2 separate regions of the Anser cygnoides genome follow, and region 2 is linked to region 1. Evidence: chromatin contacts called from public Hi-C data. All regions are on one chromosome and are shown on one strand. Each heading gives the region's core, a stretch centred on a gene start, on an enhancer-like site or on the middle of the called end of the contact. The rest is flanking DNA. Distances are from core to core; before and after follow the strand shown.

What was found. A called contact is a pair of places that touch in the nucleus more often than the background predicts.
Region 2: a contact with region 1 is called in a Hi-C map of fetal liver, with 2.1 times the contacts expected there. The contact joins the promoter of RBBP7 here to the enhancer-like site in region 1. A contact is called at or near these places in 5 of 7 Hi-C or Micro-C datasets (fetal liver, granulosa cells and liver).

Annotation. Positions count from the first base shown.
Region 1 is chr1:129,975,407-129,979,548 of Taihu_goose_T2T_genome, reverse strand. REPS2 (RALBP1 associated Eps domain containing 2) reads left to right here. Exons shown (of 17, transcript XM_066981470.1): 13 at 1,158-1,294. Among named protein-coding and RNA genes, the nearest start is that of REPS2, 61 kb to the left of the region's middle. Within about 2 kb of position 1,993, at least 1 of the 3 cell types and tissues checked has open chromatin away from gene starts, as enhancers often do. A contact at or near this core is called in fetal liver, where this site is marked.
Region 2 is chr1:130,073,869-130,078,159 of Taihu_goose_T2T_genome, reverse strand. It overlaps RBBP7 (RB binding protein 7, chromatin remodeling factor), which reads right to left and starts at 2,765. Exons shown (of 12, transcript XM_048066702.2): 1 at 2,608-2,765; 2 at 2,348-2,492; 3 at 323-465. The coding sequence starts at 2,623.

The sequences.
Region 1 (4,142 bases), core at 744-3,243:
TGTAAGGCAAGTAAAATATATACCACATATTATGGAAAATAAAAGTTTAAGAAAGTAAAAAACAGGCAAACAAAAAACATCAAAAAAACATTCCCATTTATTTCAGAGGGGTTGGGTTAGGTCTTAAATGATAGGGCCATGGAATTCAAAGCTCCACCAAGACCGAAAAATTCAGCATCAGCAGAGGTTTTTGTGTCACATGTAAATTTTGAAGCAATTGCAGCTTTCACTCCTGTATTTATTAAAGTTTACATCAGAAATATAGGATCAGCATTGCCAAATGTCTGTCCCGCTAAATAGCTGTGTTCTAACAACAGCCTGCTTGGCAAGAAAAGATCCGTTTCCCATTAGTGGGAGTTATTTCTGTTCTCCTCGAATGTGTTTTTGGTCTTGCCTGCCATGCATAATGTATTACAGTAAGTATAACATCTCACGTTGTCAATGCTCATTTTGAACAAAACTCTCGGTCTTGCAGAAAAAGCTGGTAACTGCAACAGCTGAAAAATATTGGACATTATTCAGCAAAATCAGAATTCTTAGCAAATGCGCTGCACTGGGATTAGCATGATATGGACTTACCTGGAGCAGCCTAGAAAGGTGTACTGACATATGTACTTGAGCAGTATGGGCTGCTTTGGATTCACTCCGTTTTTCTGGATTTTTTTTTTTGGAATTTGGTGACAGTTTGCTCTGAAAAATTTACTCTGGTAGTTAGAATATTACAGTTTACAAAATGTGTACTTGCAAGAGGCAAGTTGAAGCTGTACCTCTATATACACTACCCTCACGGTTGTGAAAGGCAAGCAACATAAGCTGTAAAGAGAATTATTTTTTACCCACGTTTATTCAGAATAGTTGCTGCAATTATCCTAGTGGCAGATAAAGTTACACGAGAAGAGCCTGAAACTGTGGTATAAAAGGCCTTAAAAAACATTAGCCTTGTAAGTGTGACCCGTTTATTTCCCCATATGCTTAGTTCCCTCTGTTGCCAAATAAATCTGCCGTGTTATAAGGGGAACTTTTAGTCAGTAGGGTGAGGGATTTCCACCATGAACTTGAGTTCTGGTCAGTGTATTTTTAGATACTATTCACTGTAGTTGTTTAAGATGAATTTCTGAAATTAAGTGTTTTCTGCTTTTATATCTTTTCTTCCTTAGGTCTTATTCTAGCACATCAATAGAAGATGCCATGAAAAAGGGAGAAGAGCCCCCTACTCCACCTCCAAGGCCACAGAAATCACATTCCAGAGCTTCCTCTTTGGATCTGAACAAAATATTTCAACAAAACACACAAGGTAAAGTTTGCTTTCTTTCCTTCTTTTGAGACCATTTAGGTTAATTGCATGTTTGGCAAATTGATCTGTTTGCACGAATGCTTGACAATATGTGCATATGCTTGTCTGTGCTATAGACAGTAATATACTGTAGAACAGAAGAAGTTGCACTTTATTGCATTATATCACCAGTGAGGAGAAAAATCACTCTGTTGCCATAATTAAGGTGATTATAATGTTTTCTGGCACGATAACAGGAAGCCTAACATATGGTAGTCTGTCATCACTGACTGTTTATAACTAGTCTTGCTGTTTAAACAGTTCTCATCAGTAACTACAATACATTTGATTTTTATTACTATTTAATTTTTTGTAGTTCAGAAGCAGAAAGAAAACCCTGAATGTTTGAACTGGGAGAAAGTGTAATTTGTCGTGCGCAAACGTTTTTGATGTTAAAGTCTTCCATATGCATGGGGGCAATCAGAAACCATTCTTTGACTAAAAAGAAAGGGAAATTTCTTTTGACATGGGTACATGTTGAGGGGAGAGAAAGATATAGAATACTAGCTGGAGGGAAATGAAGGAAAACCATTCTCCAGTGCTTTAGTGTTGGAGCATTGCTTTTGTGTTGCACAGCGAGTGGTGGAAAGAGGAGCTGTTTGTTCAGGATAGCAGGCACCCAGCGTTGTTGTGCTCTGCCAGTGTCCTTGAACCAGGCCAGAGGTTTGTGCAGCGCACACCAATCATCTGATTCAAGGACTAGGTTAAACATGGTCATGTTTATGCTTCAGAGGAACGCCAAGGTCTGACTGTGTCAAGGAATGTTTTAACTGGGTTCTCTTATGTGGTTGTTGGAGTTGAAAGGAAAGAGTTTCACCTCTTGCTTTATAAGACATTCTTTTGTGTCAAACACCAGGCAGAATTCAAGAGTCCTGTTATATGTGCTGAACCCTGAAACTCACTAGGAATAAACAAATTTTGTTTTTTCCTTACACAGAGAAGCAATTCTCAATCTTTGACTGTGGTTCCTGTGCAGGGATCTATTGCCCCCAATTTTGATTCCACCAACATCAAAAAGAAAACAAATGGAGCCAAGTACACATTTCCTAAGGCAGCAAATCTTCTCAGAATCCAGATAAAAAGCATAACTGGAAAGAAATAAACTTGGATTTAAGTTTCTCTTGGAACACGAATGAAAGGAGAATGTAAATTTTCTAAGAAATCATTCTGTGAATGAAAAGTAACATCTTGCTTTGAAATGGATCTTCTTGAAAGTCACCATTGCTTTTGATGTAAAGTAAATTCTTCTGGGCAACTTAGCAAAGTGAAAGTGTTATAAAATATGAGTGACAGAAAAAGGATAATTCATCGATCCATTTTGTAGTACTTCATCACTGGAAATGGGACAAGTAATAGGGGATAGGCAATTGCTCATTTGGGAACCAGGAAAAAAGAAAAAGTACTTTCATTACCCTAAAACTATTCATCATACTCAGTTCAAAATTACAGATATTCATAGCTGGAATGAGAATTGGCTCTAGGTTGACAAAACCTGAAATACTGTGTGCTACCAAATTGCAGAAATGTGAAAGGTCTCCCAGAGGTTCAGCTTCCTTCTTTGCCTGCAGGGTGTTGGCCTACAATTTTCTGTCTCTTGAATGTGCCCTGGTGGAAATGCTAAATGTTTGGGGTGGCCTTCTTTCAGTCTCTTCTAATGGAGCTCTTATATTTTGTATCAAAAATGTAAATACTCATTGTGGAAGAATAAGGAGAAATTTGTAGCCTTAGAGGATTTAAGGAAGAATTTCTTAAACAATTTGTAGCCTTCCACTAATAAGGGTTCCAGTCCAAAGTCTGCATCGTCAGAAAGAGGAGGAATTAAATCAAGCCATCCCTGCACCCCCAGCTACCATGGTGCATTTACCTTGCTTTTGTTTCATTAAAAATGTCTGCATTGGAAGTGCTATTTTCAGGTCTTTATTCTACGAAGAAACGTGAGCATGCTCTTTTCCATCACGAAGCCCCGAATGTTCGTTATTCTGTAACATCCTATTGATAATAAGACTTTCTACATCTGCTTTATTTTCTTCTACTTCTCTTGTTTTCACCACCTCCCTTTTTTTTTTTCATTCTTTCCCTATTGGACTTGCTTTTCATTAGAAGTTCCAGTCTCATCATTTCGTGTATTCAGATACCTTTGTCACCTAAAGACAGTTCTTCCTTGTGGGGTGGTCATTGTTTAATAGCCAAATGCTCTAATGAGGTGCAATTTCTAAAAAGAGAGTTTGCAAGAGAGCAGAGAAATGGAGAGCTGTCACCTTAAACCAAAGAGCCCTGGAAAAGCAAGTGAGTGTGCACGCTCGTGTCAAGTAAATTGCTGACACTTGTATAATAACGAGCTGTATTCTTGTTTCTGCTGACAGTATAAAGCATGAATTTAGAATAGTTTCCATCTGCAATCAGAAGATACAATTATATAGATCATGTGATGGCAATGTACTATTTAGGTTTCTTGGTGATTGCGATAATATACCCTGGCATAAATATCGAACCTGATGAGTGTCTATCTGCAGGCTAGTTAATCACCTTCTTTCCTAATGTACTCTTGACTGATTTTTTGCTTTATGTTTTCTATCTGCTTTCCTTCCTTCCTAGGTTTTAAAAAATAGTCTCATTGTTAAAGCTGAGCCACAAAAATTAGCAGCTGGAGCGGCCATCCCTTCTAGCACCTCTAGTACCACTGTGTTGCCTAGTGTCAGTACAGAAAAACAGACAGTACAATTAGCCATTTTAACAGCTTTCAGGGTACATCCTATGTGATTAGAATAATTCCATTCTGGCACACTGTTTTTTGTCCTATTAATTCTTG
Region 2 (4,291 bases), core at 1,516-4,015, 98 kb before region 1:
TACTGACAGTTTAGGTATGTTGAATCCTCTCTGACACAAACTCTTCCAGAGCTTTGTTTGTTATGATGAAAACTAATATACTTCTAACAGACACTAAAGTGGGCAGAAATGCTAGTAGGGATTGCATATCATAGCATCAGATAAATTCTTCCAAAATAATAAGTTCCCTCTTTTTACTTGCCGCTAACGATCTACAATTAGTTTGAACTGGTAAGGAATCACCAGCTTTAGTATTTAACAGGAAGTTAGAATACCATTTGTCAGGACAGTTATTAATGCTCTTATTGCTAAAGCACAATTTAAGAACTCATGCACTGCCCACCTCCTTTCTCACTGTCATATTGAGAAGCATCAAACTGATCATCGTTGGGAATCTGGACTCTTGCAACAACCAGGTGGTTCTGTTCGTCAGAGGTGTGTGTTCCCAAAACCAGCCAGTGCAGCGCGTAATCCTTTCCTTCTGGCCTGTTTGGAATAATAAATTAATGGAATAAAGTTACATGCTTAGTTCTGGAATCTAGAGAGCTAGCATCAATAGCACTCAAGATCCAAACTTCTTCGGGGAGCTAAAAAAAGACAGACTCACGTAAGAGATCCTTTACTTTGTCACAACCGACTTGTGCAGTAGAGTGGACTCTGACACAGGCAATCCAGTGATACAGCCAGCTAGCCCAGCGTGACAATACAAGTCAGTAAGAACTGCCACTGTTACTTGAATGGGACAACTGAAATTTGCACAGTAGCTACAGGGTGATACTAATACGTATTTCTATCTTTAATTCTCCTAGCAATTGCACAGTATTGATTTAGAAAGCCATTGATGCTACGTTCTATAAGACACACATACTGAGAAAAGTGGCAACATATTTTAGTTACTTCTTTTATAAGCTTTTACTGGTTACTATTTTATTAGAGTTTTCAGATGCTTGTTTTTAAACTAAACCTGCCTAACCAGAATCAAACTCCTCTTCTGGCAGTTAAATGCAATATTTGGTAATCAGTAAGAGGCTGGAGGAGCAGTGTCATTTGTTTCTGAAAGGAAAGATTTGAACAGTCAAGAACAAGCAGCTTCTGCAATCTTGAAAGCAAAAAAAAAAACAATTAGGCTGTCTAAATCCAAGCAAGCAGGAGTCATTTAAGCAATCATAAACCACCGTAGGTATTGTTACACCGCTTCCAAGGCGGTGTAATGCAACACATACATTTTGACAGCAAAGAAGAAATGCACACAGAATGCACGCACACTTACTTGCATCAGGAACAGGTGTCCCATCATGTCAGGTGCCATACAAAGAGACAGTCCTTGCCTTAAATGGCTTACATATTTTGACACTGGATAATTGGAAATACCAGGTTTTAAACTGAACATTAAGTCAATCTGCAAAACACGAGGCAAGCAGAAGTGTTCCTCATAAGGGCTCCACACCCTCAAATCCCCACTCCATTTTCTCCACGCCATGACTAGTTAGCTCGCATCTCTTAACATCTTCCCCCAAACATTCTGGTATGCAAAACTGGTTATCTAGCCACTAAGTAAAACATTTATGTAAAGTGGAATTTTAGAGCGGGAAGTGACCATTCTCCAACTATCCCACGAACTTTACATGTAAGATAACTGAAAACTTGGCTGTATCCAGTTTACAGCAGCTGGAGTCCTGAGTGGGTACTTTGACAACTGAAACTCTGTACTAGCTGATGCACGAACAGAATCTATGTTCATCTCCAAAACTCTTTAAGAAATTAACTGGCGAGCATACAACTTTCAGAGGGAGGTGGAAAAATGGGAAAATTAAAATACCAGAAGTAACAGCAAGCCAGGCACAAACATCAGCCTTACTAGAACAATAACCCCTTAAATAAGCTCAAACTGGGAACAACAACAACAAAACAAACAAGAAAACAGAGACAGATGATACGGCTTCTACAGAATAATTTGTGGTGCAAATTAAGAAAAACAATCTTCAAGAAGTTGAGTTTGTTTCTTCATTTTCTGAGGAGAATTCGCTATAGAAGACTGTTGTCTCCTATCCATAAAGTGGTAAAGATTTATCCCCTCACATCTCTAGAGGTCTTTAGTTTTGCTAAGACAGCATTCCCTAGAGTATCAAATTATGAGTTTCTTCCTCAAAGCTTCCGCATACCCAAAGGGTCTTGACCCCTGTAAACACAATAAACTACGACAGGCTCCCAAGGAGGAGTCCAAAGCAAGCGATGGTTGTTTTTTTACCAAACCTCCCGCGGTTTTACCCTCGGGCAGGCACGGCTAACGGCGCCAGAAGCCGCAGGGCCAACAAACAACCCCAGGGCCGGGCGCCTTGCGGGGGGTCTCAGCGCCCCGTCCCCTCACCTGGTCACGTCAGGCAGCCACTGCACGGTGAGGCTGGGCCACTCGAGCGCGTGTGTCATCACCAGGTCGTACAGGAACGGCGTGTTCTTCTTCCAGATCTTGTACTCCTCGCTGATGACGCGCTCCTCCACCGTGTCCTCCAGCGCTACGAGCGGGGGGAGAGGAGGCAGGGGCTGAGCCGGGGGCCGGCAGCCTTCCGCCCCCCCCTCCCCAATCTCCTCAGGGATGCCGCCCGTGCCCCCCGCCCGCCCGGCCCCTACCTTCCTTGCCCGCCATTTTGGGCTGGCGGCCGTTAACGGTCGCCCGGGGAGCGGATGGGGAGGGTGGCGATGGAGGAGCCCGCGCGGCTCCCGCCGCCGCCCGCCCGCTGCCACCCCGCGCATGCGCCGCCGCCGCCCGGGCACCTCAGCCAACGGGGCGCGGGAGGCGCCAACGGCGCCCGTGGCGCTGTGAGGGGAGGGCTGAGGGGGGAGGGAGGTGGGGCTTTAAATAAAAACTGTGCGGCTTTAAATAAATGAGAACAGATCCACCGACGGTGTTGGCTAAGGGCTTTTATTTATTTATTTATTTGTTGTTGTTGTTAATGAACGTGACTCAAATTCTTGTGACCCAAGTTTGACTTGCGCTCAAATTCCTCGCGGGGGATAAGTTAAAAAGAAAATATAAAATCAGGCTGGCAGAGGTGCTAAATGACACCCCTGAAACGCCCGGGTGTGGGTGAAAAGCAAGCATGATGCCATGCCATGGCCCCCCTCTGAGCTCTCCTACTCGTTACTGGCACTCTGCGGCAGTTTTACCTCGTGCGGCCTCAGCCCTTGCACGCAGGACGTTGACGCTGGGGGACAGGAGCGGTGTTATTATTTATTGTCACATTTATAAGTTTTCATGAACGGGACTGCGGGTAAATTCAGGAAGGAGGGGCAGTGCTGTCGACGAGAGGAAGATGAAAACAAGCGCACTCTTTCTACCAAAAAATTTAAAAAACGCTTTCCAACAATCAGGAATCCCAACGGCTTAGAATTGAAAGGAAAAAAAAAAATTAACATTAGTTTAAAAAACGATCTCAGCAAGAGCAGAGGCAAACCTTCCGGGCACGAAGCCGGCTGCAGGCTGCCGTGCGGGGCTGCGGGCGGCAGGGGGCACCGCGGTGACACCGGGCTGCGGGGAGCGGCAGGGGGCGTGTGGCGGAGCCGGCGGTGCCGTTGTCACTCGGCGTTACAGAAGCTTTAAGTCCTTCTGTTGTTTAAATGGGGGCAGTAGTGCTGTCGGACTGCCGTGGTGGCACAGCTTCTTTCAAGCTGTCGCATACAAGTCAAAATTGTGGTTTTGCCGCGGTGCCCACACAGCCGTTCTGTTCTCTCCTCTTGTTTCGGCTGCTACTAACCAAAAGACTATTTAATTTAACTGCTTTCTATTCAGCTTGAATCAACGGTGCTTGCCATAGGTGTCACCCTTAACCAGAGAGATAATAACACTTTCCAGCTGAATGATGGAAATGGAGGCAGTCGGGAACCAAGCTAGGTTATCCTAACTCACCCTGAGGATTCAAAGGGACGTGTTGCCACCAGGCTGCACGGGTTTTCTTCCATTGTATGTCTTACAGTCACACGACTGAAACCAGCTTTGTAGTGCAGCTTGCTGTGCTCTGCCGGAGACAGCAGCAGGAGAGGGGGAAATGGGCAAATAAGAAGCAGCGTTTTTTAATTTCCCTCCGTGAAGACAGTCTTCGTGGGCTGAGCCTTCCACCGTCTGGGCTCCAGTCCTTCAAACAAGGAACCCAGTTATGGGAAATGTTTATGCCTAGGGGAGGCTGGCGAGCACCAAGGCTGGGAATAGCAGCCAGAGGTTGCAGCACGGGAATTGGGGAAGAAGTCAGAGGTAGGCAGCCAGCCTCCCCAACAGGAAGCCTTCTGTGAGGAACCGCTGCCTTTTTGGCCGGGGTGT